Linked DNA regions of Mus musculus: all the other regions are linked to region 5. The links are chromatin contacts, called in public Hi-C, HiChIP or PLAC-seq and capture Hi-C maps. All regions are on one chromosome and are shown on one strand. Each heading gives the region's core, a stretch centred on a gene start, on an enhancer-like site or on the middle of the called end of the contact. The rest is flanking DNA. Distances are from core to core; before and after follow the strand shown. Region 1 holds the start of Atat1 (alpha tubulin acetyltransferase 1). Region 2 holds the start of Vars (valyl-tRNA synthetase). Region 3 holds the start of Lsm2 (LSM2 homolog, U6 small nuclear RNA and mRNA degradation associated). Region 4 holds the start of Tubb5 (tubulin, beta 5 class I). Region 5 holds the start of Pfdn6 (prefoldin subunit 6).

What was found. A called contact is a pair of places that touch in the nucleus more often than the background predicts. HiChIP or PLAC-seq counts read pairs in DNA pulled down with a chosen protein or histone mark. Capture Hi-C pulls out chosen DNA fragments and counts their contacts.
Region 1: a contact with region 5 is called in a capture Hi-C map of macrophages, with 4 times the contacts expected there. The contact joins the promoter of Atat1 here to the promoter of Pfdn6 in region 5. A contact is called at or near these places in 4 of 39 promoter capture datasets (cranial neural crest, erythroid cells, hippocampal neurons and 1 more), 5 of 115 datasets of contacts at active chromatin or transcription factors (astrocytes, embryonic forebrain, embryonic midbrain and 2 more) and 2 of 9 other capture datasets (liver and macrophages).
Region 2: an H3K27ac HiChIP or PLAC-seq map of stem cell-derived neural progenitor cells shows a contact between it and region 5, with 4 times the contacts expected there. The contact joins the promoter of Vars here to the promoter of Pfdn6 in region 5. A contact is called at or near these places in 1 of 484 Hi-C or Micro-C datasets (B cells), 2 of 115 datasets of contacts at active chromatin or transcription factors (pancreatic cancer cells and stem cell-derived neural progenitor cells) and 1 of 9 other capture datasets (adipose tissue).
Region 3: a Hi-C map of B cells shows a contact between it and region 5, with 6 read pairs. The contact joins the promoter of Lsm2 here to the promoter of Pfdn6 in region 5. A contact is called at or near these places in 1 of 39 promoter capture datasets (pre-B cells), 1 of 484 Hi-C or Micro-C datasets (B cells) and 3 of 115 datasets of contacts at active chromatin or transcription factors (astrocytes, microglia and pancreatic cancer cells).
Region 4: an H3K4me3 HiChIP or PLAC-seq map of embryonic forebrain shows a contact between it and region 5, with 4 times the contacts expected there. The contact joins the promoter of Tubb5 here to the promoter of Pfdn6 in region 5. A contact is called at or near these places in 1 of 39 promoter capture datasets (the C10 cell line), 1 of 484 Hi-C or Micro-C datasets (B cells), 3 of 115 datasets of contacts at active chromatin or transcription factors (embryonic forebrain, large pre-B cells and pancreatic cancer cells) and 2 of 9 other capture datasets (adipose tissue and liver).

What each region holds. Positions count from the first base shown.
Region 1 is chr17:35,906,386-35,911,857 of GRCm38.p6, reverse strand. Atat1 (alpha tubulin acetyltransferase 1) reads left to right here and starts at 1,790. Exons shown (of 13, transcript NM_001142744.1): 1 at 1,790-1,929; 2 at 2,367-2,427; 3 at 2,508-2,599; 4 at 2,710-2,770; 5 at 2,892-3,005; 6 at 3,194-3,295. The coding sequence starts at 1,823. It overlaps Mrps18b (mitochondrial ribosomal protein S18B), which reads left to right. Exons shown (of 7, transcript NM_025878.2): 6 at 380-439; 7 at 902-1,478. The coding sequence ends at 1,191. It overlaps Gm16279 (predicted gene 16279), which reads right to left and starts at 2,123. Exons shown (of 2, transcript NR_167681.1): 1 at 1,765-2,123; 2 at 1,338-1,655.
Region 2 is chr17:34,997,164-35,002,691 of GRCm38.p6, reverse strand. It overlaps Vars (valyl-tRNA synthetase), which reads right to left and starts at 1,785. Exons shown (of 30, transcript NM_011690.3): 1 at 1,460-1,785; 2 at 862-1,280. The coding sequence starts at 1,248. D17H6S56E-5 (DNA segment, Chr 17, human D6S56E 5) reads left to right here and starts at 1,946. Exons shown (of 2, transcript NM_033075.3): 1 at 1,946-2,525; 2 at 3,223-5,528. The coding sequence starts at 2,519. The coding sequence ends at 5,006.
Region 3 is chr17:34,978,030-34,984,211 of GRCm38.p6, reverse strand. Lsm2 (LSM2 homolog, U6 small nuclear RNA and mRNA degradation associated) reads right to left here and starts at 2,358. Exons shown (of 5, transcript NM_001110101.2): 1 at 2,127-2,358; 2 at 1,525-1,592. The coding sequence starts at 2,129. Hspa1l (heat shock protein 1-like) reads right to left here. Exons shown (of 2, transcript NM_013558.2): 2 at 4,984-6,182. The coding sequence ends at 5,300.
Region 4 is chr17:35,836,765-35,842,963 of GRCm38.p6, reverse strand. Tubb5 (tubulin, beta 5 class I) reads left to right here and starts at 4,663. Exons shown (of 4, transcript NM_011655.5): 1 at 4,663-4,967. The coding sequence starts at 4,911. Mdc1 (mediator of DNA damage checkpoint 1) reads right to left here and starts at 1,466. Exons shown (of 16, transcript NM_001010833.2): 1 at 1,285-1,466.
Region 5 is chr17:33,937,399-33,942,767 of GRCm38.p6, reverse strand. Pfdn6 (prefoldin subunit 6) reads left to right here and starts at 2,425. Exons shown (of 4, transcript NM_010385.2): 1 at 2,425-2,744; 2 at 2,950-3,020; 3 at 3,105-3,229; 4 at 3,657-3,859. The coding sequence starts at 2,681. The coding sequence ends at 3,780. It overlaps Wdr46 (WD repeat domain 46), which reads right to left and starts at 2,045. Exons shown (of 15, transcript NM_020603.2): 1 at 1,962-2,045; 2 at 1,677-1,883; 3 at 1,496-1,576; 4 at 1,250-1,362; 5 at 1,048-1,135; 6 at 885-946. The coding sequence starts at 2,030. It overlaps Rgl2 (ral guanine nucleotide dissociation stimulator-like 2), which reads right to left. Exons shown (of 18, transcript NM_009059.2): 18 at 5,081-5,369.

The DNA.
Region 1 (5,472 bases), core at 541-3,040, 2.0 Mb before region 5:
CCTGCCTCTGCCTCCTGAGTGCTGGGATTAAAGGCGTGTGCCACCATGCCCGGCGATATGTCCCTTTTGTCAGAGTTTTTTTGTTGTCAGCCTACAGAGTGGAGCTGGGAATAATTGCTACTCTGTCACATTCCCTAATTTGAAATCACTTCTTATAAGATCTTTTTCTGTGGATTTTCCAAGTCAGCCTTAACCACATTTGTCATTGAGTCATCTTCTGGCCCATCTGTAGGCTCTGTCATTCCATGACATCTCTGTAGTGGCTGGACATCCAGGCAGATACAGGTCAGGGCCCTGGGGCATTAAATGGTCAGCTGTCTCTGTGTAGAAGACTTGCTGCTGTGTGGGACGCTGTCCAGGTTGACGTTTCTCTCCGTAGGGGTCTGTATGAAGCAGCACAAGAAGCTGACCCAGGCCATCCAGAAAGCCAGGGAGTGTGGTAAGTGAGAGCAAGGGGCAAGGGTTTCTGAGGTGCTTACGTGCTCCCATGTCTATGAGAAAGTACTCAGCAGACTCCTAGTTTTTCCACGTTGGGTGAGTTGCTGGACTCGGAAGTAACAGCTGTAGGTTCCAGGCTACTAAGAGTACATATTGAGATGATCTTTCAGGAAACACAAGGAAGGAACATTCCTTCTTCAGACTACTCTGTCTCCTGAATCTTGACAGTCTTGTGTTTCTTGGTTCTGACCTGGCTTATACAGCACCTTTGCACGGATGAGTGAGGAGGGAGAGCCCATGCAGTGCCCTGCCTGTTCTCTGTCTCCTTGGCAGGGTGTGCTGTGTATGCGCTGCTGGAATGTGCTTGGTGGTTATGACTGGTCCCTCGACTTGTAGTGCCTTTTTCTTGTCTTGAGTCTGACCTGCCCTTCCTCATCCACCATTATTTCCTTTAACCCCGTAGGTCTTCTCAGTTACTACGTCCCCCAGGTTGAGCCCCGGGATGCTGACTTTGGTACTGTGCATGGAGCTGTCAGTGTGACTCCACCAGCCCCCACACTGTTGTCAGGTGAACCTTGGTACCCATGGTACAGCTGGCAACAGCCACCAGAGAGAGAGCTGTCTCGCCTTCGCCGACTCTATCAAGGAAATCTCCTAGAAGAAAGTGGCCCGCCACCTGAGTCGATGCCAGAGATGCCCACTACACCACCAGCAGAATCCTCCATTGAGCAGCCAGGCTCCCAGAGTGCTTAGAACTTGTGACCTGGGGAAGTCAGACCAAGGGAGTACTGTCTAGGGCTACGTGGTATCCTGTGTCCTGCAAAGGGTTCTGTTTTGTGACAGTGGCAGACCCTATAGGGAACTGGCTGGCATGAAGAGAACAAAGCACATTTGACGTTGAGGGGGACTAGATGTTTATGGGTAACTGGTGAGGACTTACATATAAACTGGAGACTCTTGTGTATGCCCTTGATGGTGTGTCCCTGATTTAAACCTCCTGGCTCAGCTTTTATACAATAAAGCTGTGTCTCTTCACCCGTTCTTGACTCCCTTTGGGCTGTCTGTTCAAAACGTGGGTGTGAAGTCTATGAGGTGGGGTGGGAGTGTGGTCTACCCGCAACTCCAAGGGGTGTGAGACTGGTTCTTCTGAAGGTTCCCTCAGCTGTTCACTGGGAGGGCAGGATACTTGGTTGCCCTGGCATCTCAGGGGCACAGACCTACAAAAGGAGAACTGTTGCTAGAGAAAAATGGGGTTTCCCAGGCACTGTGAAACCATGGTGGGGGCGGGGCGAGCCCTCGGGGCGGGTCCTAGAGATAAAGACTTACCGGCCCTCTTAGCGGAAGTGACGTTGTGTGGGGCGTGTCTGGTCCCGCACAATGGGCCATGGAGTTCCCGTTCGATGTGGATGCGCTGTTCCCGGAGCGGATCACCGTGCTGGACCAGCACCTGCGGCCTCCGGCCCGCCGACCCGGAACCACAACGCCGGCCCGGTGACATTTCAAACCCGACCCATGGCCCTTCTGTCCCGGTTCCTCTCCAAACCTGATCCAGGAACCACGCCCCCTTCTCACTGACTACTGGCCATTTCTCCTGCGGTCTTACTTGTGTTTTGGTGACCTTTGACCCTGGATCTAGCCGGGTTAATAGACCTACATCTGTAACCTTTCACCATCTGGCCTAATGTGGCCTCAACAAGAGGCTATAGTTGACCCGCCCTTCCTACCGCGTCACAGTAACCTTAACACGGGAGCTGTGAAACCAAAGCTTGGGATCTGGAGGGGTGAGGTGAGGTGGGAGGTGAGGAAGAGTTCCAAGCAAAGTCAGAGACCCTGTGGAGGAGCCTGGGTGGGAGCCAAGCAGGCTGCCAGGAATGACTTACACGATGCTGTAACCTAGCGAGTGTCTGACCGGGCCCCTCTCTCTGTAGTGTGGATCTGCAGCAGCAAATCATGACTATTGTAGATGAGCTGGGCAAGGCTTCTGCCAAGGTACGGGGCGCCTCTAGGAGGAGGAAAGGGAGATGGGTGGCAGATAAGGAGCCAAACAAAGTAGATCTTCATCTCTGCAGGCGCAGCACCTCCCTGCACCCATCACCAGCGCTTTGAGGATGCAAAGCAACCGGCACGTTATTTACATACTGAAGGACACCTCAGCCCGACCGTGAGTCTTACTGTCATTATTCCCTGTGAATCAAACTCTTCTTACCTCCCTTTTACAATCTCTCCCAGACAGTTGCTCCTGCCTGGTTCATTATTTCCCCCATCCCACAGGGCAGGGAAAGGAGCCATTATTGGTTTCCTCAAAGTTGGATACAAGAAGCTCTTTGTACTGGTGAGTGTCACTGCAAACTAGCCATTTGTAAGCACTGGTGTCAGAGAAGAAATGGGGGCGGGGTGGGAGACAATGAAGAAGATGCATGGCTCCTAATGAGTATGTGTTCTTGACCTCTTAGGATGACCGGGAGGCTCACAATGAGGTAGAACCCCTTTGCATTCTGGACTTTTACATCCACGAGTCGGTGCAACGGCATGGCCACGGGCGAGAACTTTTTCAGCATATGTTACAGGTACCCAACAACCTTTACCGATTAGTCAGAATAGATCTAAAAGGCTCTTCACCCCGAAGCTCTAGGAGGCCCTGCTCCATGGCCCACAGTTGGTCCCCTTTTCTCTGTATTCCCTTACCAGGCTCCCAGTATCCTGCTAGCATGCTCCTCCTACAACCCCTGCCCCCAAGTTTTCCGTTTTCCTGCAGAAAGAGCGAGTGGAGCCCCACCAACTGGCCATTGACCGACCATCGCCGAAGCTGCTCAAGTTCCTGAATAAGCACTACAACCTGGAGACCACAGTCCCACAGGTTAGAGGCTCTGCACCAACCCTGGAGACGCCTGGCTAAGTTCTACCTCGGGTTGTTTCCATGTTGTTTTAGACTTACCTCATTTTCGTGTGTTTGAATGCTTTGCTCACATGTATATACATGCACCATGTTCATGCCTGTACACACAAGTTAGAAGGGGGTGTCAGAACGTGGGAACTGGAGTTACAGATGTTTATGAGCCACCATGTGGGGGCTGGGGGATTTGAATCTTAGTCCTCAAGAGCAACCAAGCGCTCTAAGCTTCTGAGCCACCTCTCCAGTCCCTATTTTTGTTTTTTCAAATAAGGTCTCAGTGGGTCACCCTGGCTGTGCCGTACTCACCTTGTATACCAGGTTGGCCTTGAACACACAGATCCATCTATTTCTCGCTCCAGAGTGCTAGGATTGAAGGGATGCTCCACCACCTCAGCTATACTTTTTATGAGGACTTTATGCCTGAGCTCTGTATTGACAGCACTCCTATCCCTCTTTCTCCCCCTCCAGCCCCTCCCGTGTCCCCCTCTCCCACTATTGTCTCTCATTATTGTTGCATGTACATGTGCACAGGTATATAGATAGGCTAAATGCATATATAAAACCCTCTGAGTCCCTCTAGTTTTGTTTATATGCACCCATCTCCAGGGCTCCACCGTGGGTTTTGTTGTTGTTTTGGTTTTTGGTTTTGGGTTTTTTTTTTTTAAAGATTTATTTTATATATGAGTACTCTATCTGCATGTACACCTGCATGCCAGAAGAGGGCATCAAATCACATCATATAGATAGCTAATGAGTCACCATGTGGTTGCTGGGAATTGAACTCGGGACCTCTGGAAAAACAGTGCTCTTAGCCACTGAGCCATCTCTCCAGCCTGCATTGTGGGTTTTTAAAACTGGATCTCACTAAATATCTCAGGCTGGCCTTGAACTCACAGTGACACTCCTTCTCTACCTCCTGAGTAATGGGGTCACAGGTATGCCTTGATGCCCAGCTGTTCTGTGTTTGAAAGACGCTTGCTATATACACACCAAACCTCACTCTCCTCAAATGGATGATCCTCCTGCCTCAGCTTGCCAAGAGCTAGGATTAAGTCATGATGTCCAGTGTGATTTATTTTTGCAACTAAATCTTTTTTCTCCTTACTCATTACATATTCTAGAAGCATTCATCCTGTCTTTTGGGGAGCTTTGCTTGCTTGTTTGCTTGCTTGCTTGCTTGCTTGCAGGCTTTTTGAGGCACAGTCTCCCTCTGGAGCTCTAGCTATCCTGAAACTCACTATATAGATCAGCTAGCTTCAGACTCTTGAGAGATCCGCCTGCCTTTGCTCAGAGTGCTGGGACTAAAGGCAAGCACCACAAAGGTCACCCTGCCTCTACCTCCAGAGTTCATCACCACACCTGGACATTGGCTGTTTACTAGACCTTATTTTATCCCCAAACACAACAGCTTGTTTCTACCTTGTTCTCCCACAAGTCCATTACATTAGTCATCATTTATGGAAGATCCAGAATAATAGACATTCCAGGCCTCAGGAAGCTTGGTTTATCATGGGACAGTGATTCTGTGAGTTTAGAAACACATTACTAATGCGTTCAACAACTGTTTATTGTGTATCTGACACTGTTGTGGGCACTAGGAATACTTTACACAACCAAACAAAAGAATCCAAATGTGGAACCAGACAAACAACTTATTCTAGGGCCAGGCAAGGGTGGTGCATGCCTTTGACTCCAGCACTGGGAAGGCAGAGCTCTGTGAGTTCATGGCCAGCCCGGTCTAAATATTGTTTTCTGGGGCTTCTAGGACCCCCTGGAGAGGCCCTGTCTCAAACAAACAAACAAAAAACCAAAAGGCATGCTTTACTGTTGATAAGTGTTCTGAGAAAATGAAACCAGTGCTGGTGAGGGAGGGGCTTACAGGTGCGAGCGAGTCAGATATTGGCAGAGCTCTCAACAGAGCTCTCAACTGAGAGGATAGCTCATTTGTGCGAGAGCATGAAGGAAGTGTGTGGAGGCACAGTGTCCCAGAGGAGTGATGGCCAGTATAAAAGGCTGTGCAGTGAGAATATGCCCACAGCAGTGTGACCGAAGGAAAGTAGTAGGTGAGAGCTAAAGCCAAAGGAAGGGAGCACACGGGTAGGGCCACACAGGTCACCTGTCTCCTTCACTTTGCTTGCTGT
Region 2 (5,528 bases), core at 536-3,035, 1.1 Mb before region 5:
TGCCTCTCCTTCAACTTCAAGCCTCCTCTGACTCCTCCCAGCAACTGTCATCTCTCCCCAGTCTTCCCTACAGTTCAACATAAAACCGCTCACATCCTGCATCCCTGTCACACTTGCCAACCAGGGCCTTGTCAACCTCACCTAAGCCAGTGGCCCGTGCGAAGTGGGAAACTCAATTGGGAAAATGTCCCCACCAGACTGGCCTGTGGGTAAGCGTGTGGGGACGTTTTCTTAACTAATGATTATGTGGAGGGCCAGTCCATTGTAGGGGATACCACCCCTGGCAAAGCAGCCCTGGACGGTATAAAAGAGCAGGCTGAACAAGCTGTGGAAAGTGAGCCAGAAAGTATCGGTCCTGCACGGCCTCTTTTTGTTTCTGCTTCCAGTCACTGGTCTGACTTCCTTCAGTGATGGAGAGCTGTAACCTGAAACAATTCCTTTCTTTCCCAAGGCGCTTTTGGTCATGTTGTTTTAAACATGGCAACAGAAACCCAAAGACAGACTTGGGAATGCTTGGCACACCAGTGCGTTCGTTCCGAGCCATTCAGTTAGAGCGAGACCTAATTTAAAGACACACACACACACACACACACACACACACACACACTCCAAACGTAGTGAAAACAGCAAAACCACGCTCCACTCCCGGGCGCTCATGTATCACACCCCCGGAGGAAGGAAGAGATTTCATCATCTTGCATTCTCAGACATAGAAGACCAAGGCTCGAGAAAAAGTGTTCCCAAAGTTACTACACCAGGTGGCAGGCAGAGATGCGACCGCCTGACAACCGACTTTTTTCGTGGGATTCTTCCCAATCCTGTTTGTGTAGTCAGAATTTCTCCCTTTTTCTTCCCTCTCACCTGGGGATCCTGACCAGGACCTCGAAGTCCCAGGGCAGGCAGGGTCGCCCCGCAGGCAGCGGGTATGAGCTCCGTGTCAGCATAACTGACCCACTGCTGGACCAGGACAGCTGCCCGGCTGCCCCCGGGTCCCCCCAGGCCTGCAGGCCACAACAGCTGAGCTACAGCCGGGGCCCCCCACACCCACAGGCCGCCAGGTCCCTGCTCCAGGGCGGGCAGGCGAGGCGGAGGGAATGGAGTCCGGCTGCTCGGGGGAGGCTGCAAGCAGATGCGGGGGTGAGGGCCTCCCCACCCGGGACCGTCACCAGCTTCCCCGTATCGGGCAGCGATGAGGGCTCGGAGGCTGGGGAAGGCGTCGGGGTGAGGAGAGACGTAGAGGATGGACATGGCTGTGCAGGGTCCGAACGCGGTGCAGTGACCTGAGGAGAGACCCGGCAGATTGAGGAGGGGACCTGAGCACGTGCTGCAAGGTACGCAGGCGCCCGGCCGGACCCTAGGCCTGGCCGAGCAGCCGCCAGCAGCGCCTAGAGGAGGAGGCGGGACCCCGATCGCCCGCCCCCTCGGGTTGGAGAGGGGAGGCCGCGCCGCGTGTACGTACTGAAGGCGGCGATCACACTCGGCCGGCTACGGCCGCGGCCCCACAGGGCGGCCGGGGTGGAGGTGGCGGGCAGCGGAGGCAGCTCTCCCGCTGCGGGAGAACGCGGCCGGGACAGCGGCACCCACGTGTCCCCCCCTTTGTGACAGCGCACGTTTCCGGACTCGGGTCCTCGCAGGGCTGCCGGGCCCCGCCTGTGCGTGCGCGATCCCGAGGGTCCGTGCGCGGCCCACCGCTGCCGGACGGGTCAAGCAGGGGCCAGAGTGGCTCGTGCAGCACGGAGACGGGAACCCGCGTGCCGGGACGAGCCTGGGTCTGGGTCAGGCGCCGCCGCGGGCAGCCCGTGGCCCTCGGGTCAGGCGCCGCCGCGGGCAGCCCGGGGTCTTCGTGTCTAGAGCGCGGGAAAACGAAAGCCCTAGTGTCTGGAGTGCGTGCTTGGTCCCAGGTTTCCGCCTTTTGCAGGGCGAGCTGCAGAATCTCGGGCTGCTCCAAGTGAAAGACCCCACCATAAGGCTTAGCAAGTTAGCTGCAGTAACGCCATTTTGCAAGGCATGATAAAGTACCAGAGCTGAGTTCTCAAAAGTTACAAGGAAGTTTAGTTAAAGAATAAGGCTGAATAATACCGGGACAGGGGCCAAACAGGATATCTGTGGTCAAGCACCTGGGCCCCGGCTCAGGGCCAAGAACAGATGGTACTCAGATAAAGCGAAACCAGCAACAGTTTCTGGAAAGTCCCACCTCAGTTTCAGGTTCCCCAAATGACCGGGAAATACCCCAAGCCTTATTTAAACTAACCAATCAGCTCGCTTCTCGCTTCTGTACCCGCGCTTTTTGCCCCCCAGCCCTAGCCCTATAAGAAGGGTAAGTACTCCACACTCGGCGCGCCAGTCATCCGATAGACTGAGTCGCCCGGGTACCCGTGTTCCCAATAAAGCCTTTTGCTGTTGCATCCGAATCGTGGCCTCGCTGATCCTTGGGAGGGTCTCCTCAGAGTGATTGACTACCCAGCTTGGGGGTCTTTCACAAGCAGTGCCTGGCTGCTGGGAGCTGTTGCTGTAGGGAATGAAAGGTTGGTAATTCCCTGGCGTTGGTAAATGCACCGTGCGTTCCGCGTCTCTTGCTTGTATTTATCTTATGCTTTTAGAAAGCGTACTGATGGGGTGTGCTCAAGGCCATGTCAGGCTTTTGGTAACGGAGTGCACCGCCAGTTCGCGGAAGATCCTCGGATCTAACCCAGGTAAAACAGGAAAGGGGCTCTAGGTGCTGAGCGCTCACTGCCTGACATGGAGTCACGTGAAGGAAGGGCAGGGGACCCAAAGGCAGAAGCACTCCAGCTGGTCTACTAAAGCTCAAACCTAGAGGGAAAACATAAGTTCGCAGTGCTTTTGAGAGGCCACTGCTAGCCTGGCAGTGGTGGCGCATGCCTTTAATCCCAGCACTTATGAGTGTGAGGCAGAGGCAGGCGGATTTCTTGAGTTCGAGGACAGCCAGAGCTACACAGAGAAACCCTGTCTCGAAAAACCAAGAAAAAAAGAAGAAGAAAAGAAAGGGGGGTTGGGGGAGAAAGGCCTGTTGGGATAATCTCTTGTGTACTGTGTAAAGTTGTCTTTGTATTATTCAAAAGTACACGGAGAGAGAAATCAGGCAGAAAAACTTCATGCCAGCTGTAGACAAGAGTGCTTACAGGTCCTTTACAAGGTACAGAAATGGATTGGGCCAAACATGGCAGATCTATGCAACACCTAACCACCATTGTTTCCAACCAGGTGATGAAGTCTCGATCACTAGACGGGAGATGCTGCCAAGTGCCCCAGACGGGATCAAGACTCCAATGACAACCATAAGATTCCCTAAAGCTAAGACACTGCAGATCTTGACTCTGCTGATTTCTATAGGTGTGGTCCAAACTAGTCCTATGCCCCATGAACCCCATAACCTTACTTGGGTTATAACTAACACTGCTACGGGGACTGTAATTAACTCGACCTCCCACCTCGCCCCCATTGGAACTTGGTTTCCTGATCTTGTTTTTGATTTGTGTGCACTAGCGGATGGGACCTGGGATCCCCTGGGCCTTGTATGGGGGTGTCAACATCCAGCTCAACACAGTGAACTTCGGAGAACCCCCTTCTATGTCTGCCCTGGAGAGGGGAGGTCTCCACAGCAGACGGCTACCTGTGGAGGACCAGAGTCATACTTCTGTGCATATTGGGGTTGTGAGTCGACTGGGTCCATCTCCTGGACGCCACCGATAAAAGATGACCTCATCAAGGTCCAAAGGAGCCCTGGATCGGAATCCCAAGGATGGGGGTATGGATTGCAGCCCAAGCTGGATGCAAATGATCTTGGTGGGCCATGTTCCTCCAACTGTAACCCCATTACAGTTCAGTTCACCCCCAAGGGAAAAGAAAGCGTAGGATGGGAAAAGGGAAAGACATGGGGACTAAGACTGTATGTGTCTGGATATGACTATGGAGTAATGTTTACGATCCAACTCTCTGCCCGACAGGGCATGCCTTTAGGCCCCAATCCAGCCCTGCCCCCTGTTGGACTCACGGTGACTCAATCACAAATCACAGTCCCCATTTCTCAGGAACTTAGACCCAGGTCTGGGCCATGGGACTTGCTTAAGGCCACTTACCTGGTATTGAATAATTCTAAACCAGAGCTTACAAGTAAATGTTGGCTCTGCTTGGATGCCCAGCCACCCTATTATGAAGGAATAGCCGTTCCTGGAAATTATACCACCTCTACTGACAACAAGGACTGTCGTTGGCAGTATCCAGGTAAAGGGAGACTAACCTTAGAGCTAATTCAGGGAAAAGGACTCTGCTTTGGGACAATACCCCACACCCATAGACATTTATGTAATAGCATCCAGGAAGCCCCAGACAGGGATGCTTACATTATACCCCCCATCAATACATGGTGGGCATGCACTACTGGGCTGACATCTTGCATCCACACCCAGGCTCTTAACCTCACAAATGGATTTTGTGTACTGGTCCAGCTTGCCCCTAGAATTCTTCGTTACTCTGATGAGATGGGGACCAGACTATCTCCATTCCCAGCTGCTCGAGCGAAGCGGGCTACTGTTGCCGAGATCCTGGGTGCATCAGCCTTCGACTTCCAAGATGAGAATTATAAAGTGTTAAGCTCTGCCATAGATGCAGATTTAATGGAACTAGGGAAATCCTTATCCAAGTCCAAAACCTCATTAACTTCTCTAAGGGAGGCCACCCTTCGAAATCAGCGGGAACAAGACTTCCAATCTCTGCAACAGGATGGACTGTGTAAACCTCTGGAGAAAAGGTGCTGCACCTTTGTGGATAACTTAAAGCATGCGAGGGAGTTATTGGCTAAGGTGAGGAAACGTCTAGAAGACAGGAAAAGGGAAATGGAACAGGGTCAGCCTGTTTGGATTACAGTTATTGCAACTCTGTCTGGATTCTTGGGCCTGGTCATACTCATTGTGATATGCAAGCTCTATGTTGTTAACCCCCTGATGGATTCATCAAGGACCAGGTCTCCACCATCCGACACGTATTAAAATGCTAACCCTTGGATTCTGCTCAAGGGTTTGAGATGGACTCTTAAGGTGAGAGAGAGTGATCCTAACTTACTCCATTTTAAGACAGGCTGCTAGGTCAGGCCTTAAGTTTAGTCTCAGAAAAGCCATAAAGAATGGGCAGCCAAGCCAGGCGTGGTGGCACACACTTTTAATCCCAGCACTTGGGAGGCAGAGGCAGACGGATTTCTGAGTTCGAGGCCAGCCTGGTCTACAGTGAGTTCCAGGACAGCCAAGGCTACACAGAGAAACCCTGTCTCGGAAAAAAAAAAGAATGGGCTGCCAATCCACAGCCACCCTGACAACGGGGGGTGGGGGTGGGGTAGCTAAAGCCAATTTGAAGAAAGCCCCTATGAAAGGGCGCTTTTTCCTTCAAGGTACAGACCAGTCCAAAATGTACAGACACCCCTCACTATGAACACAAACAATCCTGGTGTAAATTACCTAACTACAGTTGGAAATCTAACTGGCTTTAAAAGGAAAAGAGAGCCTGCCGTCTCTTTG
Region 3 (6,182 bases), core at 1,109-3,608, 1.0 Mb before region 5:
TGTGGTTGCTGGGATTTGAACTCAGGACCTTCGGAAGAGCAGTCAGTGCTCTTAAAATCTCTGAGCCATTTCTCCAGCCCCCAGCAAGCTCTTTTTAAAGCACTGAGCAATCTCTGCAGCTTCCCTAACTGTTATTTGTAAACATTTACTGCTTTGGAGTCACAGACCTATGTACACATACTGGTAGCTGGAATTACTCTTTATTATTTTTGCTACACTCTTTTTTTTCTCGTATGAGTTTTTTGTTTGTTTGTTTGGTTTTTTTTTGTTTTTGTTTTTTTTCGAGACAGGGTTTCTCTGTGTAGCCCGAGTGCTGGGATTAATGGCCTGCGCCACCACACCCGGCTTCTTCTTCTTTTTTAAAAAATTGGATATTTTCTTTATTTACATTTCAAATGTTATCCCCCCCAACTTATCTTTAATAATGAAGATACAAGTCAAGTCTTCTCAGTTCTCCAGCCCTCTAGCCCCTAAGCAAGGTTATCAAGGCCAGTGCTCCCATACCACCTTACATGCCCCACCTTATATTATATTTACCCTCTGTGTAACCAACTTTAACCACCTCAGATCCTGAGTTTTACTTCCTCACTCTCTACATCCTATGAATCCCCACAGCTCTGTAGACCATTCGTGTGATTTGACTTTTAGACTATGAAAGGTCTTAGTCTGCACCTCAGTCTGGGCCAGCTTCTAACTTGGCCACACTGGTCAGAACCATCCTGCTGGTCAACCACTGATGTGTGTTCAAAGGTTTCAAGAGTCTACAAATAAAGTTATTTTGCTGGGCGGTGGTGGCACACGCCTTTAATCCCAGCACTCGGGAGACAGAGGCAGGCGGATTTCTGAGTTCGAGGCCAGCCTGGTCTACAGAGTGAGTTCCAAGACAGCCAGGGCTATACAGAAAAACCCTGTCTGGAAAAAAAAAAAAAAGTTATTTTAAAGAGAAACATGAGGGCTGCATATGAAGTTCACTTGTTGAGCATGCCCAGTACATGAAAGAAAACAAAAGCAAACAAAACCCGGCTTCAATGAAACTATAATTTTCGAAGCACTATTAGGAACCAAGTAGACCTTAACGGATGTGACAAGAACCCATAAACATATTTCCAGTGGTACAGCATTTAAGCATTTACCCCAACTCCTGAATCGTTAAGAGCAAATGATACAGCCAGGCAAATCCTAGCACTCAGGAGACAGAGGCATGTGGATCTGTGTGTTCCAGGACAGCCAGGACTACACATACATGTTACTTAACTGTATCTCACTGTGTAACTCCGGATGGCCCTGGACATATGTAGACCAAGCTGTCCTTGAACTCACACCTCTGCGTTCAGTGTTGGGATTACAAGCATGTGTCACAATACCAGGCTCACTCTTAAACTAATCTTTTACACTTAAGACGAAAGGTATTTCTTCTGTGTTTTGCCTACCTACTCTGAAGTAACTTTGTCAACAACAACGACAAAAAGGATCAGGACACCCGGCACCCCCACCTTCCACCAACTCGCTAAAATAAGGACCTACCTCAGGTCATTCTTGAGTTCCACGACTACATCCTTGCCCACAAGAGACTTGAAAAAGGAGTAGAAGAGCTATTGGAAAAGAGGGAGGAACTATCACATGAAAAGGGACGGGGAGGAGGAGCCCGTGACAGTATTTTGAAATACTAGTCTTTGTAGCCCCTCCTAGTAGTTCTCAAAACTTCATAACCAACAACAATCCGTTAAACGGGACTCTGCAGTTCACGGAGCCACGGAGTGACAGGACCTGCGTTGCACCCCTCGACGCTAGAACCCACTCTCTGAGTCGACCACCTCCCAGCTGAGACCGCTTCCCAACCGCACCCTCACAAAGTCCTCGTCAACAGCACAGAAGTGCAAGGCTCGCTTCCCGTTCTCCCCCGGCGCCCGTGGGCTTTCTCTTGGACTTGCTAAAGGTTTCCCCCAAAACACCATCGGCTCCGAGCAGCCTCCTCACACTGGGGTGTGGGCAGTAAGGCTGTACGGAAAACCCTGGGGCCTGGCTGCCGCCCCAAGCGACCGACACGAGTGCCCGCACCCACGCCCGCACGGTTCGAACCGCCCGCCGCGAGCGGCGGCGCTCCCTTTTGACGTCACGGTACCCACCATGGTGCTGGCGCCACGCGGGGCGGCCTGGACCGCGAAGGAAGGCGCCGGGGACTGCGAGCCGGAGGCAGGGCGGGAGCCGGAGCGCGAGCCCGCGCGTGAAGCAAGACTGGATCACGCAGGCGCACGGGGAGCCGCGAAAACCTCGGCTGAATTCAGGCTCAAAGGGAGCGGGGTAGGGCAGAGCCGAGAGGACCGCCAAACCGGTAGAGGGGCGGAACTTCCTGTCCCCCCCACTTCCTCCCGAGCAGCCGCTTTCTCACAAGCGCATGCGTGGGCCGTGGCAGCTGCGCGTTGGACGTAGTTCGTCTCTTTTTCTGATGGTTGTTGAGACTTTTCTCTCTGCCGCGTGATTAGCTCGTAGTCTACGTTTTCTATGGGGAATTATTGGGAAGATTGAGAAAATTATGACTTGCGTATTCTTTAGTAAAATTTAAAATGTTGCTAAGAGCTGGACAGCGTTCGTGCCCAACTGGAATCCTGGAGTTGAGACGGGAGGATTCTGGTTTAGAGGTCAACTAAAGCTATTATAGCAAGACCCTGTGTCAGAGAATAAAATATACACCAATACACACTGGTTATGGTGTGTGTGAGTGTGAGAGAGAAACCGGAACACAAATCCTGATTCTTATCAAAGGTTCCCAGTAAGTAAGTTTCTCTCAATTTCAGTCTTTTGGGGTGCAAAGTTGACCCAGAGCGGACACATTCTAAGCAAAGCAAATGAACAACATCCCAGCTCTAATGTTATATATATATATATAATTTGGCATAGGACTCGTCTGTAAAGGACTAAACTGACTGGAACTCAGTGACAGAAATATTTTACTTTATCTTAGCTTTTTTTGTGTGTGTTTGACAGTTTTTGCCTGTATGTTATGTCTGTACTACATGAGTTCCTGGTAGAAGAGAGGGCTTCAAATGCCCTGGGCCTGGAGTTACAATGGTGAGCCTCCTTGTGGGTGCTGGCAATCAAATCTGGGTGTTCTGGAAGAGCAACAGATGCTTGTAACTGCTGATCCATCCCTGCATTACTGAAATATTTTCAACTAGATCACCGACAGATACTACTTTGGATGTTCTGGGAACAGCATTACCAGGCTTGTAACATGCTGGTTGTGAAGGAGTTCACAAGAGCTGACTGATTTAAAAAAAAAACAAAAAACTAGAAAAGCCTCAGTAGGCAAGTTCCAGAGAAGAAAGAGATGGTCTGAGATGAAAGGGCTTTGTTGTTATTTCGATTGACTTGTTTTATGTAAGTATGCTGTGGCTTTCTTCAGACATCCAGAAGAGGGCATCAGATCCCACTACAGATGATTGTGAGCCACTCTGTGCTTGCTGGAAATTGAACTTAGGACCTCTGGAAGAGCAGTCAGTGCTCTTAACTGCTGAGCCATCTCTCCAGCCCTATTGTTTTTTTTTTTTTAAATAATTACATTAAGTGGGAAGTTGCTAGGTTGTATCTTCTGTGGATATCATGTCTGGATAAATAGGGAAACACTTTCTATTCTGTCTTCTCTTCTTGAGGCTGGCTGTAGGTGCAAGGCAGTCACGGGACACAGGTGAAAATTCTGAGAGTCTAAACCTGCTGATTGCAGGGTGGAATTCTCTAGTGTAATAATCTAAATAGATTGTAGCCAGGGTTTCCTGGGGGTGGGAGTGAGGGCTGGAGCATGCATGACTGTGTAGGCCAGAGATAGATACTGCCTGTTCTTTCCACCTTATTTAATATTTTAAAATTGTATATGTGTGAGCGTTTTTCCTTGCATGTCCATCTGTGTACACATGGGCAGTGCTCCCAGACACTAGAAGAGAGTGTTGGATCCTCTAGAGTTACAGTTGTTAGCCACCACATAGGTGCTGGGAATCAAACCCTGGTCCTGTGGAAGAGCAACACGTGTTCTTAACCACTTAGTCATTTCTCTCATTTTCTGAGATAGGATCTACCATAGATCCTGGAGCTGACAGGTTCATTCAGCTAGACTGACTTGCCAGCAAGACCCTAAGATGCTTCTTCTGTCTGCCCTACCTACCCACTCCCCCAGTGCTGGCATTACCGGTGCACATCACTGTGTTCAGAGCTGGATCCAGCATGGTACCAAGCAGGATTTGTTCCCAAGTTCAGCAGAATCCTTAAGATTTGAATCGAAAACAAGCTGTCACTGGATAGAAGCAGTCAGTACATTTAGCAACTGCGTCCTTTGGGCCCAGGGTGCCTGAGAATTAGGAAATGTTTGTCTTGGCAGGTGGAGGTATCGTGATCAGAGTTCAAGGCAGACCTAGGCTATATTAGACCCTGTCTCAAAACCACAAAACAAAACAAAAAGCAAAATGGTTTTGTTGGAAATGAACTTACACAAATTCAAGTACTTTGCCCTTATCAAGTTAAACATTCACAAGGGACCCACGAATGGAAAAATGCATATCTTCCTTTCTTAATTTTCAAGGACCATTGACAGCTTACAGATACCAGGAAATAAAATGGTGTATAGAATGTTTTAGGCTAGCCTGGGCTCCAAGAAACTCTGCCGTGTGGGGCAGTGGTGGCACACGCCTTTAATCCCAGCACTTGGGAGCCAGAGGCAGGGGGATCTCTGAGTTCCAGGACAGCCAGGGCTACACAGAGAACTCCTGTCTCGAACCCCCCCCCCCAAAAAAAAAAGAAAAAGAAACTCTGCATCCATCTGAAAAATCAAAAGCTGGTCATGATGGTGCATACCTGTGATCTCGGGACTCAGGTGCAGAACAGGGGAATTGCTGCAAGTTAGGGACCAAGTTGGCCTACATAGTAAGTGTCAAGTCAGCTAGACATATACAGTAAGGCCCTGACTAAAAAAAATAAAAGATGACAGAAGTTGTTTCCTTTGGGAACAAATTTACTGAGAGACAAATAACCATCCACACAGGAAGGAGAAAGGTGGGGTGTGGATAATAAATAACAGACATCCAAATTCTTCAAATGGCTCAAAGAGGGGCCTGGTTTTCCTAAAGGTCCAGTTCAGGATCATAGATGAGAGGGTGGGGGTGTGAAAAGGTCGAGTTCGAGGCTTCTCCATCGGGATCCCAAAGGATGGTGACGTAGGCTTGAGTCCAGTCAGTTCAAGAATCATATTGATGTTTGAAGATGAATAAAATTCGCCTAGAGGCACCCTAGCACCCTGCAATTCTGGAAAAGGCTAATCTACTTCCTCGATGGTAGGGCCTGTGGCAGCCCTGCCGGGAGTATACCCTGGCGTACAGGTGGGCCCGGTGCATCCGCTCTGGTACAGTTTTGTGATGATCGGATTACACATATTTTCCAGTTCTTTTCTTTTATGATCAAACTCATCTTTCTCAGCCAGCTGGTTGGCCTCCAGCCAGGAAAGGACCTCATTGCATTTATCCAGTATTTTCTTTTTATCGGACTCGCTGATCTTGTCCTTCAGACCCTCATCACCCACAGCGCTCTTCATATTAAAGGCGTACGATTCTAAGGCATTTTTGGCAGCGATTTTCTCCCTCTGGCCCTCATCCTCCGCTTTGTAGCGCTCGGCCTCCTGCACCATGCGCTCAATCTCCTCCTTGCTCAGGCGACCCTTGTCGTTGGTGATGGTGATCTTGTTGGCCTTGCCGGTGCTCTTGTCCATGGCCGTGACGTTCAGGATACCGTTGGCGTCGATGTCGAAGGTCACCTCGATCTGTGGCACGCCCCTAGGTGCAGGAGGTATTCCAGTCAAGTCAAAGCGCCCCAGCAGGTTGTTGTCGCGCGTCATGGCTCTCTCGCCCTCGTACACCTGGATCAGCACCCCGGGCTGGTTGTCCGAGTAGGTGGTGAAGATCTGCGTCTGCTTGGTGGGGATGGTGGAGTTGCGCTTGATCAGTACAGTCATCACACCCCCAGCTGTCTCCAATCCTAGAGACAGGGGAGCTACGTCCAACAAAAGCAAATCCTGTACTTTTTCAGATTTGTCGCCCATTAAAATAGCTGCCTGGACTGCAGCTCCGTAGGCGACTGCCTCATCGGGATTGATACTCTTGTTGAGATCCCGTCCATTAAAGTAGTCCTGAAGCAGTTTTTGC
Region 4 (6,199 bases), core at 3,414-5,913, 1.9 Mb before region 5:
GTTCACAGACATGCGTAATGGGATCTGATGGGTCAGATATTACACACACACAGGAAAACTAGTGATGATCAAACTTAGGGTCTTGTACATGTTCTAGTTTTTAAAAGCCCATCTACCACTCCCTAATTGATTTCATAATCCTCTATTGAGTATTGTGTTGTATCAGGCATAATAGCCAAACGAGACAGGGAAGTAATAACTCCAAAAATTGATTTGCTCAGAATAACACAGCATGTAAATAGAAATGAGTCACAAAGCCCCCAGTTTATACACTCTCATCAGCATACTTCAGCTTGAAGTGCAAAGAACCAGAGAAGCTAACATATAAAGAGGGGTTTATATGTTAAACAGTTTTAACACATTAGGTTGACTGATTCATTTGTTCTTGAGAAGAACCCTGTAAAAGTATGGTTGTTCTTTTTTTTTTTTTTTTCCCAGATGAGAAACGTCAACATAGATGGGTTAAGGACCGTCTCTAAATCACTCCTAGCGTTTTCTCGTGGCTGCTAAGTTCACAGAATTAAAGTAGCTCCTTGGCAAGACCCTTTCTGTCTTTGTTTGCTTGTTTTCGAGACAGGGTTTCTCTGTGTAGCCCTGGTTGTCCTGGAACTCACTCTGTAGACCACCAGGCTGGCCTCCAACTCAGAAATCTGCCTGCCTCTGCATCCCCAGAGCTGGGATTAAAGGCGTGCCCCACCACGCCCGCCCGGCCCCCTTTCTGTCTTTGACATCTCTTTCCAGATCAGTACGGGTGGAACTGTATCTACATCCCCACCTCCCCTACTCGGGTCCGTCCTATTTACTCTGCAGGAATTATGCACACCTGGTACCGGTCAGTATTTGGGCATGCATCCTCAAAATGAATCCTGCTCTCATGGTAACTACATAGCCGGCGTTACTAACAGACAAACTAGAGACAGAAATTCAAAACTGCATGGGTGGATTTTACCTATAAAGATGTCACACACGGGGAAAACGCTGAAAGGAAAAGTAGTGTACCCCAAGAAGTAAACTCCGTCCTGCCAACCCAGCAGACGCCTACGACCCTTTGCTCCAAGTGAAGGGCAACCATCTTTGGTACCTACGCTGGAGTTCGTTCCCTCGTGGCCTAAGGTTTCCGTGTCACCAAACCTACACCCGGGCCAGGGCGCCAAGCAAGGATTAGCATAAAAAAACCTAAAACCGCAACCCAAATTACCTCAGCCCAGTGACACCTAGGGCACGCCCCTCCCGCCCTCAGGAGGAATCAAAGATGGTAACCCGGGCGCGGGCTGCCGAACTCACCGACTGAATCCGCGCGCGCGCGCCACCAGTAACGGCCGCTACCAGGTGGCGGGAGTGCGAATCCCGGAAGAGAGTCGGTGGGCTGATTGGCTCCTGGAACTGTCTTTTACTGCTGGAAGCGCGCCGATTGATTCAAGTCGGAAGCCCCGCCCCTGCCTCACCTCCTCACAGCTCAAATGTGCGGCTACCGGCGGGAAACAGGCTGAAGAAAACGCTAATCAGGAGGGTGTGGCCTGAGAATCCCGCACCGTGATTGGGTAGTGCCCTAGGCCAACCCTCCGTCGCTACGTCATCCACGGACTACTTCCCGCGCAGATTTCCAAACGCCTACCAGAGAGTCTGGCGCCAGTTACCGGCGGCGGCTAGAAGGGCTCTATCATAGAAGTCATTCCAAGGCCAGAGCGCCCTTCTCGGTCATCCCAGAAATGGCGCCAGCTGACTCACGAGAAATGGGGGGTTGCAGGCAGCAGTCGTGGCTGGAGGCTGCAGATTGGAAAACACCCTGTAGGCGTGGCACTTTAGAACTCCCTATTGCAGAGGGATTTTATTTCCGTTTGATTTGGACTGTTTACTTGCTTTTCTTCCACATCTATGTATGTACGTATTAATGTATAAAATGACGGACTTTTTTTTTTTTTTTTTTTTTTTGGTTTTTCGAGACAGGGTTTCTCTGTATAGCCCTGGCTGTCCTGGAACTCACTTTGTAGACCAGGCTGGCCTCGAACTCAGAAATCCGCCTGCCACTGCCTCCCGAGTGCTGGAATTAAAGGCGTGTGCCACCACGCCTGGCCAATGACGGACATTTTGAGGTCATCTTCCTAAATGGAAGATCCTAAATACAGCAAGCTGTTTTGCTAAAACCTCAAAGTCTGTCGTCGTCTTTCAAAAGAGGAGAAAAGTATAATAAAATAATTTATTTCATTATAATAAAACATGAAGGTATTCCAGGAAAGTGGCTTGTATAGTTCTTTCCCGTTGGTTTTTTCAATATGTCCATAATAAATCGCCAGACGTTTGAAGCTTTAAGTTGGATGACTTATCCGTGTTCCTAAAGTAAATGAGACAAATTCAAGTAGCACGAAATAATCAATAATCGCTTTCATTGTTGGCATAACCAAAATTGAAATATTTTTAATGAATAAAGGAGTATTGATGTAACTTAAATGTTCTTTGTTGTTGTTGTTGTTGTTTTGGTTTTTTGTTTTTCGAGACAGGGTTTCTCTGTGTAGCCCTGGCTGTCCTGGAACTCACTATGTAGACCAGGCTGGCCTCGAACTCAGAAATCTGCCTGCCTCTGCCTCCCAAGTGCTGGGATTAAAGGTGTACACCACCACTACCCGGTTAAATGTTCTTTTATTTAAAAGATGACTTGAGCTGTATGTTGATTGCATGTCTTTGATTCATTTTCTTTAAGCCAAAGAAGGGTCTCACTATGTGCCTCCGCTAACCTCGAACTAACTAACTTAGCAGGTCAGCCTTGAACTCACAGGGATCCTCCTTCCTTTCACTGGTACAACACGATTATATTCTAGATACTGCTTACTACATTCTAGATACTGCTTACATTCTAGATACTGCTTACTAGACCCTTCCCTTTGTTGTTGTTGTTTCTCTTTTTAAAAGAGGTTTTTATGTGTATTGGTAGTTTGCTTGCATGTATGTCTGTGTACTACTACTATGGGTGACAGAAATTGAACCTGTTCTGAGAAGGGCAAATTCTCTTAATTGCTGAGCCATCTCTCTAGCCCCACGTATGTTGTGTTTCCAAGACAGGCTCTCATTTTGTAGACTAGGTTAGCCTCCAAAGTGCAATGATCCTTCTGTCTCAATATCCGTATTTCTTGGGAGTTTGGGCAGGCACAATCTAATTTTTCCTTTCTATTTGTTCATTTAGAGACTGAAGCTAAAGCTTGTACCTCAAGCTGTCTAGGTAGCCTCTAGGTAGCCGGTGTTGACCTTGAACTTCCCTTGCCTTCTAGTCAGAATTCGGGGACTAATCATGTGAACCACTCTTGCTCTAATTAATCATTTTGTATCCCTTTAAAGCTTTGAGGATACTTAGTAATTTTCGAAACCCTGGAAAGAGAACATTAAGGCCTCTAACTTGAGCCCATTCAATCAACTCCCTTCTTCCTGCTCAGTTCCAGCACATTGCCACAGACTCACCTAATGAATAAAATCATTTAACTGGAAAAACAAACAAATCCCCTTGCTTCAAGCAAGTGTCTGAGAGAGGGAGGCACTGTCTAAAGACTGACATTCTCTTAGTCTGTCCACCCTACAGCCTGTCCTGACAGGATGACCAGAATGTCTTCAGCGTCGTCTGAAAGGCCCAAATCCCACGCAGATTTTACATACACCTTCTGTCTTAGGCAGGATTTCCATTCCTGCACAACCAAGAAGCAAGTTGGGGAGGAAAGGGTTTATTCAGCTCACACTTCCACATTGCTATTCATCACTGAATGAAGTCAGGACTGGAACTCAAGCAGGTCAGAAAGCAGGAGCTGATGCAGAGGCCATGGAGGGATGTTCTTTACTGGTTTGCTCAGCTTGCTCTCTTATAGAACCAAGACTACCAGCCCAGAGATGGCCCCACCCACAATGGGCCCTTCCCCCTTGATCACTAATTGAGAAAATGCCTTACAGTTGGATCTCATGGAGGCATTTCCCCAACTGAAGCTCCTTTCTCGGTGATAACTCCAGTCTGTGTCAAGTTGACACATAAAACCAGCCAGTACACCTTCATTCTTTTGGGACATCAGCTCCATGCAGTTTTCACCACGATCTTTGCAATTTTGTTTCTCTTTTGAAAATCCTTGAGACAACTCCCTTGGAAACAGAAGGGTAATTCTTTCTTCTGGAGGGATGCGAGGGAGCTGTGCCTTACTGAAATTCCTGTCTTGGGATCACAAAGAACTAGATACTGTGTATCAGGGAAGGACAACATAGTTCTCAGGATTTTCCGCTGAGCTATGCAGTCTGGCTTTTCTAGACCTACTGCGGTGGGCAGCTGGCAGGGCGTGTCCAACACACCTTCCAACTCTGGCACCTCAGATCTCCTAATTACTACATTTCTCCAAACCTCTTTTAGTACAAAATCCTCTCTCAGAATAGAAAATAGGAATCTCGTGTGAGGACATTTTTCATGAAAAAATAAAATCACACACACACAAGATAACCCCAATTCCTCATACAGTACCCACCCATTCCTAACTTCTTTTTGCAGCGTGGACAACAATAGAGAACTACAACTCCCAAAAAAGACTGCGCTCGCCACTGGCTCAGAAACCAATGGCCGCCTGGCACGTGATCGGTTGGTCTAATCAGCGACTGGTTGGGTAGGCTTTGTCTAAGACCCGGGGCGCCCGCCTATCTCCCGCCCCCGGCCGCGCGAACGCGAGCCCCGCCCTGCGCGCCTTCCCTCCTGCGCTCGCCGGCCTCTTCTGCCTCTTAGAACCTTCCTGCGGTCGTGCTTGCATCTCGCTGCTGCAGCCTCCCGGGCTCCGGTCCATCCTTTCAGTCTGAGACCGGCCCAGAAGAAAAAAACCCCAAAAACCTTAATTTTCTTTCTTGTTCGGTACCTACATTGGAACCATCAAAAACAATTATTTCAGTAAACCGTAGCCATGAGGGAAATCGTGCACATCCAGGCCGGACAGTGTGGCAACCAGATCGGTGCTAAGGTAAGGACTTTAAAATTTTAGCTGAAATATGTAAAGATGAGAATTCTGTGTTAATTGTGAGCATTGTTCACGGAGTTCTTGCATTCTCCACCCGTCAGATTTGGCCCCTCAAAGTTTTTCACGTATAAATATAACCCATATTTGTAGCTAGCGTTCTGATATTGAAAAATGAGGAAATGTTTTTCTTGGCACATTTTCGGAAAGCTAATAAAAGAGCCTTTCGAGTTTAGGGAAAAGGAGAGGCTGAGGGACTGTGAAGAGCTGGTCTTAAAAGGGGTTTTCTAACGGTTCGAGGACTGGAGGGATGCGGAAACGATCCGAGACAAAGCCGAGGCGAGGTTTTCCCCTTGCGCCACCCCCACCCAGCCTGGAGGGCTCTACTGGAACAGAATGGAGGGGGGAAGGGGCGAGGTTTGGCGGGCAGCTGCAGAGGTGCCCGGTGCGCATTACCTCTCAACAAAGGCTTGGACACTCCATCGAACCCGCCATCCCAATGCTTTTTTTAGGTAATGACTCTGTATAGGGGCCTACTTTTACTTTTCATTGCCCTTTAGGGTGTGAGCGGTATGAAAGTGAGCTTTTCAAATATGTGAGACTGTCTGGGAGACTAAGGAGAGGGAAGGAAGGGAATAAAGATAGGCAATGGGGCTTTTTAAAGATTTTTCCCCCTTTTTTGCTAGCAATTAACAATGTAGCGGGGGAGGGGAGGGAGGAAGTGCGGCCGCTAAATTGTAGCCGAAGGGTGGGACCCTTTGGGGGCGGGGTTGGAGCCCCTGGCGCGCAGGGACAATGCGGCCCCTACCCGCGGGGGCGCACTGGCCCCGCCCCTCGAGCTAGGCCCCGCCCGCGCTGCTCCCGCCTTTGTGGTTTGCTGGAGGAGCGGCCCGCCACCGCAGTCACGTGGAGCACGTAAGGGGTGGGCGACTGCAGTGGCCGCACCTTTCTCCCCCAACTCTTTTGTGCTGGCCTGGAAGGGCGGTTCCTGGCTTCAGGAGCCAACCTGGGTGCAAAGCCAAATAGGTGGGCTCCAATCCGCCCACATAGAGGTTTATAGCGCCTGACCCACCCATCACCGGTCCTATGCCGAAAGGTTTTAGCCTTCCATCGCGTAGGTTCCTCCATGGGACTTCCGCAAGCAGATAACGGAATTGCAGTGTCTTCACCTCAGCCTCGTTTCAGCGTGTCTGGAATTGAAATGAGGGGCGGGAGGCATGCCTTAGGACTTGAGACAT
Region 5 (5,369 bases), core at 1,176-3,675:
GCACACTGTAGCTGACTTCAGATGCACGAGAAAAGGGCGTCAGATCTCATTACAGGTAGTTGTGAGCCACCATGGGGTTGCTGGGATTTGAACTCAGGACCTTCAGAAGAGCAGTCAGTGCTCTTAACTGCTGAGCCATCTCGCCAGCCCCCTGATGCCCTCTTCTGACTTGCATGATACCAGGCACACACGTGATGCTCAGACATATGTACAAGCAGAACACTCGTACACATAAAATAATAAATAAAAACTTAGAAGCATTGGAAAATAAAGAAGTTCAGGAAGAAGACCCTGTGGCTGAAAGTATTTTCTGTACAAACCCGGTGCCCTGAACCACAAGAAGGCAGATGGAGAAAATGGCTCTATTTGAGCTGGCCCCACACACCATGTCATGGGCATGCACAAGCATACTCATACACACCAACAATAAGAAAGAAAAAAACGGAAAGCAATACGTGAAGATGCCATGTTGACCTCTGGGGTTCATGTGTGTACACACCCACATGCAGGTATACCGACACACGAACTTGCGTACACAGCACACACATACATAATAAAGCCCCTGGAAGCTGAGAGGCGGTGCGTAGCTCAATAGTCAAGTTCACTCACCCACAACGTCATGGGCTTCACACCCAGAACCACCAAAAAGCGCCCAGCTTCCTCGGGCTCTTGCTGCGATGAGAGGCTATAACCCTAGCACGCACCAATCACCCAAGCCCAAAAGGAAAGGAAGGCAGGGTGACGACGGCAGGGGGCTTGCTGGCTTCCAGGTTAATAGAACACAAGCCCCAGGTTCTCTTCTGGCACACACACACACACACACACACACAGAAATAATTGAGTCCTTTTTTAGAGAGAACAGAGCCTCCGGAACTCAACCTTACCTCCCTGTTCGAGAGTAATTCAGTCTGTAGGGTCCGAACTGTCTTAGATTCAGGTCAAAGTGCTAGAAAGGGTGAAGTGTCCGTGAGACAACGAACTCACAAACCCCATCCCACCCCCAGCCCCATCCCGAGTCTCCAGGCTCCTCTCCCAGCCTGGGCTCACCTTGGCAGCACTGGCGATGTCCACAGCCTCCACGATGTCTGTCTGCAGGATTTTTGCCGTGTCTTCCCCATCTTCTCCTACCAGAAACCTAAAAGGCAGTTAGGATGACGACGGTGACGGTCCCCACCATGCAGCGGGCATACAAACATAAAAACGCAGAGAGACAGGACAGCGGGGAAAGCCCAGGTCGGGGTCCACTCACCCAGGTTCCTCTGCAAGCAGCAGCTCAGCGCGGGCGGCTCTGACGCTTGCCTCTTCCTCTTGCGCTTCAGCCTTCTCGAGTTTGCTTTGAGTTTTAGGCTTCGAATGTGGGAGCTACGGCATTGTTGACAGGGTTGCAAGAACCGAAGAGCATATGTGGGGGTCCCAGGAAAACCACTGGGGAAGCCGCCACCACCTCATCCAAACCCTCGGCCTCCAATCCCTCTGACAGCCCGCCGGTCCTCACCGTTTTGGACTTGTCAATTCGACAAAACTTCCGGGCCTCCTCCAGGGGGGCGGGGACGGGTCCTGGGAACGGGTCCTGAGCCTGGCGAGGACAAGGAGGCAGGAGGCAGATTCTGATGGATCCGGTTCCTCTCGATCTCCGGGGACGACCTGCACCGCCACCCTGTCAACCCCAGGCTCACCCCCGACAGCGTCCTCTGAGGCTTCTTCCAGTCTGGAGCGGTCTTTGAGATCGGGGGCTTCTTGGAGAACCGGGACTTCTGGGCGATGTGCGCGCTCTTGGACCTCGGGGGTCGCGACTCCCCAGTCCTCGCCTTCTTCCGAGGCGGCCCCGGGGAGGTGGCGACGGCGGCCGGGGTGGTCTCCTCCTCCCAGTAGCGCCGCGGTTTCTAAGGGGCAGAGGAAAAGCCTTCGCACACGCTGCCCGAGCCTGGGCCCGGGACGCGGACACCTCCCACCAAAGCTACCTTCCTCTTGGCCTGAGGCTTGTCTCTCTTGGGTGGGACACCCCTACCCGGCTTGGGGGCTGTCTCCATCTCCAAGACCGAACAACGATCCACGTGCGAAACTCCCTTGAGTAGTAGCTCGGCGGTCTAGGAAAACTTCCGGAAGTCCCCCCCTTCATCCAATCAGCGCCGTACCGGCGTCTGAAGCCTCCGGCGCCATGTTAAGTGAGGGCATGCCTCTGTGAGCCCGGGAGGATCGCCCGAGGAGCAGCTTATAACCAAATAAAGATTTAAAAAGCATGTATGAGCCCCGAATCTTGTTAACTATGAGCTTAGATTTTTCCATATTAACTTTTCTGTCTTGCCCAAAACCTCTCGAGCCGAGTCTTTTAGGTCGAACGAGCCTCACACAAGTCAGAACTACATGTTCCAGCATGTATCGGAATGTAACTTCCGGCGCCGTCTTTTTCTCTCCCGTCATGCCTTGTTTACTTCCGGGTTTATTGATTACAGCGGGTAGAGCGTGAAGAGGTTAGCGTTTGGCTTGGAGGGTTCGGGGATCTCTTCTTTCGCTCTCCTTTGCCTAGGGAGTGGCTATTCTGGACGAAAAGAGGCTGCGGCGCCTCGGAGAGTTGCGGGTAGAAAGTGCTGTCCTTCTGCAGGGTCAGGGAGGGGGGATTCAGGTGCCTCCCAGAGCTTGAGACCCAGCGACCCCCGCCCAGGAGGCTTTCTCCTTCACCATGGCTGAACTGATCCAAAAGAAGCTGCAGGGAGAGGTAGAGAAATATCAACAGCTGCAGAAGGGTAAGAGAGGGAGTTGGTGTGGTCTCGCTCCTGTCCGCTCTCATCTATGATGAAGCGTCGCGCCCCATTGGGGGCTGCGGGGGTGCATCTTGTTACCCCTCGCCTCGGTATCGTCGCTTTCTTCCTCACACCCAGTCTCCCCAGAATTGCGCGGTTCTGGGCCCATTTGATGTTTTTAATCGTGCATTTCCTCTCTCCACCCCAGACTTGAGTAAATCTATGTCAGGGAGGCAGAAGCTCGAAGCACAGCTAACGGAAAACAATATCGTGAAGGAGGTGAGGATGGGACGCGGGGGTGGGGGGCGAGGAGGGACTCTCCTGGGCACGATCATCTCATTCACTGCCTCATCCCCTTCTCAGGAGCTGGCCCTGCTGGATGGATCCAACGTGGTCTTTAAGCTTCTGGGACCCGTGCTTGTCAAACAGGAGCTGGGGGAGGCTCGGGCCACAGTAGGGAAGAGGCTAGACTACATCACAGCAGAAATGTAAGTCCTGCGGATGGCGTTTTCAGTGCACAAGTGTTAAACCCGTGCTGGATAGTTCTCCACTTACCCATTTCTGTAAAGTCCTGGCTGCCCTGGAACTCGCTCTGTAGACGGGGCTGACCTGACACAGATGCGCCTGCTGCCGCCTCCTAAAGGATGGGATTAAAGGCATGTGGCACCACTCCTGGCCTTTCTTGCTGTGTGACATCTGGTGAGGGCACTTGTCAAAGGACAACCTGCGGGAATGTTTGCCTCCCTACTGTGGGGTTCTGTAGCTTGAATTCAGGTGCCAGCCTTGGAGGACAGCAGCCCTCTCTTCCCCTTAGTGCCATCCCCGCTTTCTGTCCCACAAACCTCCAGTCTTCCACCATATCATTGAGCCCTGGCTGATATCTCCTCTCCGTTTGCCTCCCTTTGCCCTCCTCAGCAAGCGCTACGAATCACAGCTTCGGGACCTCGAGCGGCAGTCAGAGCAACAGAGGGAAACCCTTGCTCAACTGCAGCAGGAGTTTCAGCGGGCCCAAGCTGCAAAGGCTCCTGGGAAAGCCTGACCCCGTGGGAGGGGGTCAGGAGGGAGGGATGAGGCTAACCCTGAGCCAATAAAATGTAAACAGAACCAAGCCTACTTTACAGCCAGTCTTTCTTCACTGTACTTCCATTCCCGTACACTTTTACACCTCTTGAGATTCACGGTCTTGTGACTGAAATCTCTCAGTGGCCGGATTCTGTTTTGCTTTCCTGTGGCTGAGAACTGTGCCCAGGGTGTTTCCTTGGGTCCCTTCAGTTTCAAAACTTTAGTCTGAAACGTCTCAAGCTATTTCTTGCCTGTACATACAACCCTTTGACTTCCCTACGTTGGTTGGCGTAACCGGGAGACACGGGAGAAGACACTGTCTACAGTGCAGCATGTTGTTCGTTGCCATAGAACTCAGTTCTCTGGCCTGAGAGCCCAGGAAATGACAGTCACTCACGGTGAGCACTTGTCTCCCCAAGCAGCCCTAGCCCTAGACTGTTACCTGATTTCCCCGTCTATCTTCTCAGGGTTGGTTTGAATGTAACTTTTTTTGGTTTTGGAGACAGGGTTTCCCTGTGTAGTCCTGGAACTCACTCTGTAGTGAGGCTGGCCTCGAACTCAGAAATCCGCCTGCCTCTGCCTCCCGAGTGCTGGGTTTAAAGGCGTGCGCCACCACACTGGTCAGTGAATGTAACTTTTAACTAATCTTGAAATTCCTTCCAGATTCGTATGTCCACCCCCACAAAGCCGTTCTTTGGTTTCTTTGTCCCAAATTATTTCTTAGAAATCTGGCTTGAGGGGCTGGTGAGATGGCTCAGTGGGTAAGAGCACCCGACTGCCCTTCCGAAGGTCCAGAGTTCAAATCCCAGCAACCACATGGTGGCTCACAACCATCCGTAATGAGATCTGACACCCTCTTCTGGTGTGTCTGAAGACAGCTACAGTGTACTTACATATAATAAATAAATAAATAAATAAATAAATAAATAAATAAATAAATAAAATGATTTAAAAAAAAAAAGAGATCTGGCTTGAGAGAAGTCCATAGGGATCACTGTCATCCAGGAGCCCCTGCTTCTTAGGGGACAAGAAGAAACGGGTGTTTAAAGGAGCCAGGACTGAAGGGAACCCTGGGATACCTTTCACCAGTATCTGTTCTCGGGTCCAAGGATGGCACCCAGGGCCTCCCACCTCCCGAATCCCACCAAACACTTTGCTACTGAGCTATACCAGGTACCTCCTGGGACTAGAACCACTGCCCCTTGGTCTGGGCCACCTAACTTCAACCCACTGCCCTCGCAGTATCCAGCTCCGCGCACTGAAGGATGGGGACAGGGTTCAGGTAGTGTTTTGGTTTATTTTCTTAGTGTTGTCACAGTGACAGGAATCCCCAGAGTGGGACAAGAACCTCTTGTCACTGCCCTCTGCCCCAGGCTCAGCCTCTAGGCCTTCCCTTGGCCTGTCACAGGCTGGCATGTGGCAGGGACCAGTACTCTTCCCAGCACAGATGATAATGCCACATTCCGCAGAGGTGGAAGCTAGATGCAGGTATCCAACATGGTTACGTGGTCACCAGTCCCACGGGGCTGGGGCTGGGGCTGGCTTCCGCAGTGGTTTCGTAAACAG